2 separate regions of the Danio rerio genome follow, and region 1 is linked to region 2. Evidence: chromatin contacts called from public Micro-C data. All regions are on one chromosome and are shown on one strand. The core of a region is the stretch at or near the end of the contact, and the rest is flanking DNA. Distances in the headings are between cores, read along the strand shown.

What was found. A called contact is a pair of places that touch in the nucleus more often than the background predicts.
Region 1: a Micro-C map of caudal fin shows a contact between it and region 2, with 4 times the contacts expected there. The contact joins the promoter of gmds here to the promoter of exoc2 in region 2. A contact is called at or near these places in 3 of 18 Hi-C or Micro-C datasets (caudal fin, hematopoietic stem cells and an unstated tissue).

Annotation. Positions count from the first base shown.
Region 1 is chr20:29,536,545-29,540,437 of GRCz12tu, reverse strand. gmds (GDP-mannose 4,6-dehydratase) reads left to right here and starts at 1,878. Exons shown (of 12, transcript NM_200489.3): 1 at 1,878-2,108. The coding sequence starts at 2,013. LOC141379245 (a long non-coding RNA gene) reads right to left here and starts at 3,111. Exons shown (of 5, transcript XR_012395739.1): 1 at 2,948-3,111.
Region 2 is chr20:29,337,752-29,341,977 of GRCz12tu, reverse strand. exoc2 (exocyst complex component 2) reads left to right here and starts at 2,138. Exons shown (of 28, transcript NM_200604.2): 1 at 2,138-2,157.

The DNA of each region.
Region 1 (3,893 bases), core at 629-3,128, 200 kb before region 2:
TTAAGTTCAGGATCCCACGAGCTCCAAATGCTTATCTAATGCCTGTAGTTGCTGATATCAAGGCTCTGTTGTCATTTTTAAGCTTAAACACTGGCTTCAAGCTGTATTAGGCATTGATAGGGTCTTGCTCACTCCCTCACTTCCTAGTAGACATCTCACCTTCCATGAAGGCAAATGTAAAAACAGAACACTACCTTCAAGTATACTGTGTGTTTTTGTGTGGTTCTATAAACATAGAGGATGTTTTTGCTTCGTTCACCCTGTCTGATGTTTACTTGAAATGCTTTGACACTATAGTAAATAGGGTGAAATTTACTGTACGTCTGCTGATAGCTAACAGTGTTTTAGATTAGGATTCTAACTCCGCTTGTGATCAAACATAAGAGAAGGATTTATTTATTTTTATTCCGTTTCTAAATACTCTATTTAATGACTGGATTGTAAGACACTGAAATATAGAGTTTAATTAACGGCTAGAAAAAAAATGAAATTAATTCAGTACTTTAATGTATTAGGTCTTGTACGTTTTCACAAATTACCTCCAGAATTTGAAATCTGTTTTGTTGTTTAGTTGTTTAGAACTCGGTATTGTATAAATTAAAATTTATTTTGAACAAACATTTGATTATTGTGTTTATTCAAGTCATTCTGAAGTCATGTGCTTTACCTTACTCTTTAATTTTGTTTGCTTACGTTTCACACGTCATAGACAAGGCACAATATCCAGTCAACAAACCAGCTTGACTAGTTTGGAAGAAAAGCAAAGAACAGTGAAACTAGCAAAACCAGACTAGTCGAATTGTACTTTCTCAGCAATGACGTAAGATCTCTAGAAAAACATTTGAATCAATATTTATAGTATTGTACACATAATAATGATTAATAGCTGTATTGTGTGTTAAATTTCTCATTTTGATGATTGTTTTTATTATAAATGTTAAATATTTGTAATAATAACAATGTCATTAAAATAGTTTTCATTCATTCATTCATTTTCCTTGGGCTTAGTCCCTTTTTTCATCAGGGGTTGCCACAGCGGAATGAACTGCCAACTTATCCAGCATATCTTTTACACAGCGGATGCCCTTCCAGCCGCAACCAAGTATGAGAAACACCCATACATTCTCACATTCACAAACATACACTACAGCCAATTTAGTTCATTTAAGTCACCTATACTGCATGTCTTTGGATTGTGGGGGAAACCGGAGCACCTGGAGGAAACCCATGCAAACATGGGGAGGACATGCAAACTCCACACAGAAATGCCAACTGGCCCAGCTGAGACTCAAACCAGCGACCTTCTTGCTGTGTGAAGCAATAGTGCTACCCACTGAGCCACCGTGTTGCCCTAAAATAGTTCAGGTTTAAGTAAAAAAATTATGTGAAAACATTTTATATTTAATAATAATATTAATAATAATAATAATACACAAACTTTTAACAACAGTACTAAATGCTATTTAACAGTTATATATAAATTTTATGATAATAATTTATTCAAAATAATTAATTATTATTATAAAATTCAAATATTATTCATGTTTGTTATTTATGTAAAATCTAATAAAACATCTAATAATTAATTATATAAATTTAATTATTAAAATATAAAATTTGTAGGTAATAATTATTATTATATTTTTTATTATTATCATTAATAATTATATTTTAATTATACTTGTTATATATATTTAATTATTCACTTTGTAAATGAAAATTAAGAGAGAGAGAGAGTAAAAAATAGTGTCCAACTCCTCCTGCACATTTAAACCTTAAGCTGGCGCTGTGACGCATCTTCACCATGAGCCAGCATGATTCCTCTCCTCTTCGTTCTGTGGTGTACACGTCACTGGCGCTCTGCTCTGTGATTGGCTGCCGACTGCAGGTTTCTGATGTGTCTCTCCAGCAGCTGGAGTTTCGGATGTGTTTGCATCCGTAGTTGATAAACGAACGCACACAGCGGAACCAAACCACATACACTCGGTCAGAACAGAAACCCGCTCCAGAGAATGGCTCAGTGTACAGCAACGACGACTGGTGGCGGTATGAACGGAGACAGCAAGAGGAAGAGGAAAGTGGCTATCATTACAGGCATAACCGGTCAGGTAACGTGAAGTATTGTCTCAACAATTCCGACACGGTAGCCGAGACGCGTCGATGGTCCAAAAAACAACCATTTAGTCAGTCATACGCTGCTCTGAACCGTTGTGTTTTTGTGCGGAAAACTGAAGGATGTGTGATGCAGAATGACTGATTCGCTCACTGTTTAGTCTCATTAGAGTTTAAAAATATATCTTTAATAGTAACCGAAGCTGTCAGCTCTTAAAATAACGTTAGGGAGACGATGACAGACTTTTGTGGGGTGGTTTTATCTTGCACGTTTCTACGCAGACTGAGTGCAGGACTCTGTTACCTATTTTGGTAGCCATGACAACTATAATTTTAGCTCAAATCCAATATTTAGTGTACATGTAACGTTAGTTATTTCGGTAGCATCTTATTTTACATCCCAGTTTCAAGTGTATACTGACTACCTTATTATGTAATTACTGTGTAATAAATAGGTAGCTACTAACTTATCTAAACCTCCCCTTGAACCTAAACATAATGTAGTTTGCTTCTATAACCCAGGCCAGCATCTTTTAGGTACCTTAACTACACGTTAAACATGCATGCTAGTTAGTTCTGTTAACAATACAAACAATATTTTAGTATGAGCTCTGCTTCAGGTAGTGGCTTGGTAGTATGTGGTTTCATTTCACACGTCATTTCCTGACATTATATGAAAGACAAAATAACTGACAACTGCTCGTGCGTTCCCTCTAGCCTCTTGCACAACATTCCTGTTGTGTAATTTGCTGATTAAAATGAAATCTTTTTTAAGCATCACATCGAATATGATCGTCACTTTCATTAAAATATGTTGATGTGTGGGAGTACTGACCTTTTCACTGTTTTAAAGGGATGGTTCATGTAAAAATGTTAAGTATCCCCTCATCCCTCAAGTAGTTTCAAACCTTTACGAGTTTCTTTCTTCTGTTGAACACTGAAGAAGATATTTTAAAAAATGCTGGTTGCTGGGATCCGTTGACTTTCATAGTTTAGAATAAATACTATAGAAGTCAGACGGTCCCAGTAACCAACATTTTTTTTAAATATCTTCTTTTGTGTTCAACAGAAAAAAGAAACTCAAGTGGGTTTTGAAGAAGAAGTGAAAGTCGAGTAAATGATTAGAAAATGACAGAATTTATTATTATTATTATTATTATTATTATTATTATATTTTGGGTAAACTGTGGGTGAATCCCTAAAACTGACTTGATACTCCTAGACATGTGTATATGGTGAACTAATGAAATTATATTCTTTGTACAATAGACATAATTTGATTTGCATACTTATTTGTTTGTATTCTAAAAGTTCCTAAGTAAACATGCATTTCAGATTTTCAAATAATGCACTTTTTAAACCTGAATAATATAAATTGATGAAAAATAATTTTCTAAAAATGCACAGTGCTCAGAATGCTTAGAATAAGGATATAGATTTGATTGATCAATATTTATTAACTTGCATGAACAATTTAATAACCTTTTAGAATGACCACTAAATAAATATTCACTAAGCTAATGGGTTTCACTTTAAGTTAGCATGAAACAGCAGTTGCGATGGTCTTTTTTCCCCCTATTATTATGTATATTTAGCACAGTCGCACTGCAGTTTGTATGTATTTTATGATAATGATTATTTTGTAGAAACTCCTTTTTGTAGGTTTTGGTTTGAAGTACTCACACCAGAAGTGATTGTTTAGAGGCAAACCTTTATTAAAAAAAAAAAAAAAAAAACTTCCACTTTCTCATGTATTTCTTCTAATTTATTAACATCATGAG
Region 2 (4,226 bases), core at 889-3,388:
TAGATCCCATGAGCCCAGCAAGGCTTTATCTGAGGGAAAGTATCTCTGCCGTGCACTATTTAAGGAGATAAGAGAGGGCATAATGGAGCTCGGAGCTTGGGTGGTCTGTGTTGTGTGGTGTTATGGTGCGGCGCTTTCCCAGAACAAGTGGAAGTAATGCCATATGCATTGTGAAAATGGTTCATAATCGAAATGTGACCTCACAGGGTGGCTTTGATGTTGTGTAATTGAAATACAATTAGTTAAATTGAGTGTTGCACAAGAGCATAAAGTCCAAGGGAAACTGTGGAATTTCAGATGATGTACAGACCTGCTGTGTGAAATATTTGATCACTTTCAAGTCATAAATGGAAAATAATTCCAACAGCTCTTACTTATATTTACACATTTTACAACATTGTGTTTTTTTCTACATTAGGGTGTTTTGCTTAATTTTCAGTTTTTCCATGTAAAAAAGTAACATGGTGTACATTTTTATTAGGATTTACAGTAGACAGACACCCACTAAACCTATATATATATATATATATAAAAAAAACAGGCAGCTGTCTCTCCAGAATCCTCAATTTAACACAAAATTTGTAGCAAAATTTAGAGGAGCTTAAAATCTTTTATACTGTTTAGTGATACTGACTTCCCACAAATATTGGCCACAGTGTAAAAAATATCCATAAGCTAACAGTTTTCTGTATTTTGTGATTTCTGTTAAATTCCATGATGTGATCTCGATCTTTTTTCTAACAGTTATTGACTTTAAAAAGTTACTCTCAATGACATGACTTAGTCTGAAGTGAAACTGTATATTGTCTGGGTTGGTGGTGTACATCATGATACAAAAACTTTGTAATAAACTGCATGAACATTTTCTGTCTGTTGTGGACTTAATTCCCTCTATATTATTTCTTATATAATATAATATTTAAAACTACACAAATGTCAAAAAAGTCAAATAAAAGTTTCAACATCAATAATTGACCAGGCGGAGATCAATGCTGCAATTTGTACACAATCAATAAAAGTAAATAAACAAAAACAAAACATGAATTATAAAATACGGAAACTATTTTTTTGCAACCAGTGTGTGTGTGTGTTTCTTTACCAGATTCAACTTAATAGGCTCTTTCAGGTCCAGTATTGATGCCACCTTTCCAGGACTCTAGCAGATGTTTCAGGTCTAAATGGAGTCTAAAATATTGGGATTCGCAGAAGGAGGGAAGTGCAAAGCAAAGAGCAGAACATTATTTAAGTAACAGTTCACCCACAATACAAAACTTATCACCTTCATGTCATTTGTTATTCTCTAATGCTCAAATACCCTCTCAGCTTACTGTTAAACAAATACAGAATTTTATTAAACTTATATTAATCTCTTCCGTGACATACATTTATTATTATCACCAGAAATGACCATGAAGGTATGCTTGGTCATTTCAACAACTCTGGAAATACACAATCTCAATCAGTCTCTACTCAGCCATCATCACAGTCAGGGTCTTGTATTATTGTATGGAGAACTGTGGCTGTTAAAAAACAACACATTAGTATCTAACCCATATGCATCACCTTCAGATCTATTAAAATCTATTCATATATATATATATATATATATATATATATATATATATATATATATATATATATATATATATATATATATATATATATATATATATATATATATATATATATATCGCTCTATCTATGTCAGTCATCTTGTTTACATCATTATTGTGGTTTTAAACAATACTTCAAGTTGATAAAAATTAAATGTGTGAAAATGTGCTTCCAAACACGACGGTTTAGCTGTCTTTCAATCAACAGTCAGCAGATATTTTCTTGCAAACGCCAACAGCCAGGAGTTCAGCAGTATGTTACCTGTCAGCTGTCATTTGTATGCATTTACATTAAATAAACCAGAAACAGCAAGTTTCTTAAAAACGAATTACAATTTTACAATTGAGTGTATTGTGTCTGACATTGCATCTCTGAGACATGCAGTGTTACCTCCCATATCCAAGTCTGCATCCAGACACTTGCAATTATTGGGTCATGTTTCTGTCATGTGATTGGTCGTGTGGGCGGTGCCGCTGCACCCAAACCGGAACTATTTTTCAGAGAAAAGAAGCGGTGCATTTACTTTTCATTGCTTTAAGTAAAGTAAGTAATGGCGTTGTTTTTCTACTCCACTAGTAAAGAAGCGTTGTTGTTATTATGAGGTAAAATGCTTGTCTGAATTAATTCGTCGTCGTCGCCTCGCCATTATTGTCAGATTGTTTTTTAGCATTAGCCAGTGTGCTATATGTCAGAGCCCCTGTTTATCTTAATGGTTAGTTTGATAAATTCGCTATAATCATCACCATCGCGCTATGTGCACAGCAAATACGCCATGCATTTACTGTTATTTTGAAACAGCTCATTTTTCATTTAACGAATAAACTGCCTCTGTTAAGGCTCTCCGTCATTGCAATGTTTAACGTTACATACAGCTAACGTTATATCAGTATCAATTTTCATGCATAATGATTTTAACAAGGTAGGAATGCATATGTATCTTCAATTCGATTTGACTGAAGCCTGATAACTTGATTTTATTATTGTGTAATCAGTATCATTTGTTTCATTTAGTGACAGATGTAACATCTTGTTTTGTTTTGGGGTCTGAAAACAAAATGAGCATTCAGACATGATCTGTTTTTGCTTTCCTTCCGTCTCATCTTCAGTTTTCTTTTAAATGAGTATCAGTGTTAAATAATAGCAGCAACTTAAAATGCAACCCAGAACTCCGGCTTCATTGCTTTTTATTTCTTTTGATGCTCGATATAACTGCAGCTGAAATCATAATGTAAATTAAAATCAGATCATGGTTAACTCTCAGTGATGGTACTAATGAATTGTTCGTTTTTCGTTTGTTTACTATTGAAAGCATATTTTCTGTTTTGTGTTTTTGGCTTTGACTTTGTTCTCTGACACTGCAGATTGAGGTAAAGTTGGTTTTATATTCGCACATTCATTCAATTACAGATTGTGACATGCTCCCTACATGGTTTACCATGGTTCTTTGAATACTCAGACTAGGGCTGCTCGATATTGGAAAAATTTCACATTGCGATATTTTGTTTTGCTGCAATAATATTTGACTAGATATTTTTCAAGACACTTCTATACAGCTTAAAGGGACATTTAAAGGCGTAACTAGGTTAATTAGGTTAACTAGGCAAGTTATTGTATAATGATGGTTTGTTCTGTAGACTGTCAAGAAAAAAAAATTGTTTAAAGGGGCTAATAATTTTGACCTTAAAATGTTTTATACCAAAATTAAAAACTGCTTTTATTCTGGCCAAAATAAAGCAAATAAGACTTTTTCCACAAGACAAAATATTATCAGACATACTGTGAAAACTTCCTTGCTCTGTTAAACATCATTTGGGAAATATTTAAAAAAGGCAAAAACATTCAAATGAGGGCTAATAATTTTGTCTTTAATTGTATATTGAGATATGAATATAATGATGATTCTTTTAGCTCTATTTGTAAAGATTTCATTCTTTTAGATTGATGTGTGATGAAGTCTTTTTTATATGCATGCAGTGCATTTGCTTAAATGATTATAAATTGCCAGCAAAAATGGTTTTCTGGGGAGTCTAACAGTATTCAAGTAGAGAAATTGATCCATCAAATGTAAAATAACATGGTCATCATTGTATAAATAATAATAATAATTAAAATATATATTTAATTTTTTACTCTATAGCAATGATCTAATCCTGCGAAGTGACTTGCGGATACACACATTGCATCCATTGATATATTGTTCAGCCCTAATTTAGAATAAAATGACATGTAGCTGTGACTTAAGAACAACATTAGCACTATTTAATTGTCTGTGAAAAATGTTGTACTTTGATAGTTGTTGGCTGCTAATAGAGTTTCACTATTTGAATGTTGCAAACAATACTTTTCTGAAATTATATTATGGAGAAATGTGTGTGAATGTGTCAGTAGGCTGTAGAACTATGTGTTGCATACACAAGCGGATAATAAACAAAAACAACTATAGAACTGCACAATCTAACGTTTCAGCATCAATATTGGAATGTGTGCATTTGCAATAGCCACATTGCAACCGGAGTTGGGATTATTATTGTTGATCAGCAATGAGGAATGTACAGTGCTTACATTATACTATGCATTTAATTATTCAACAGGGGCAGGACAAAATAGTGATA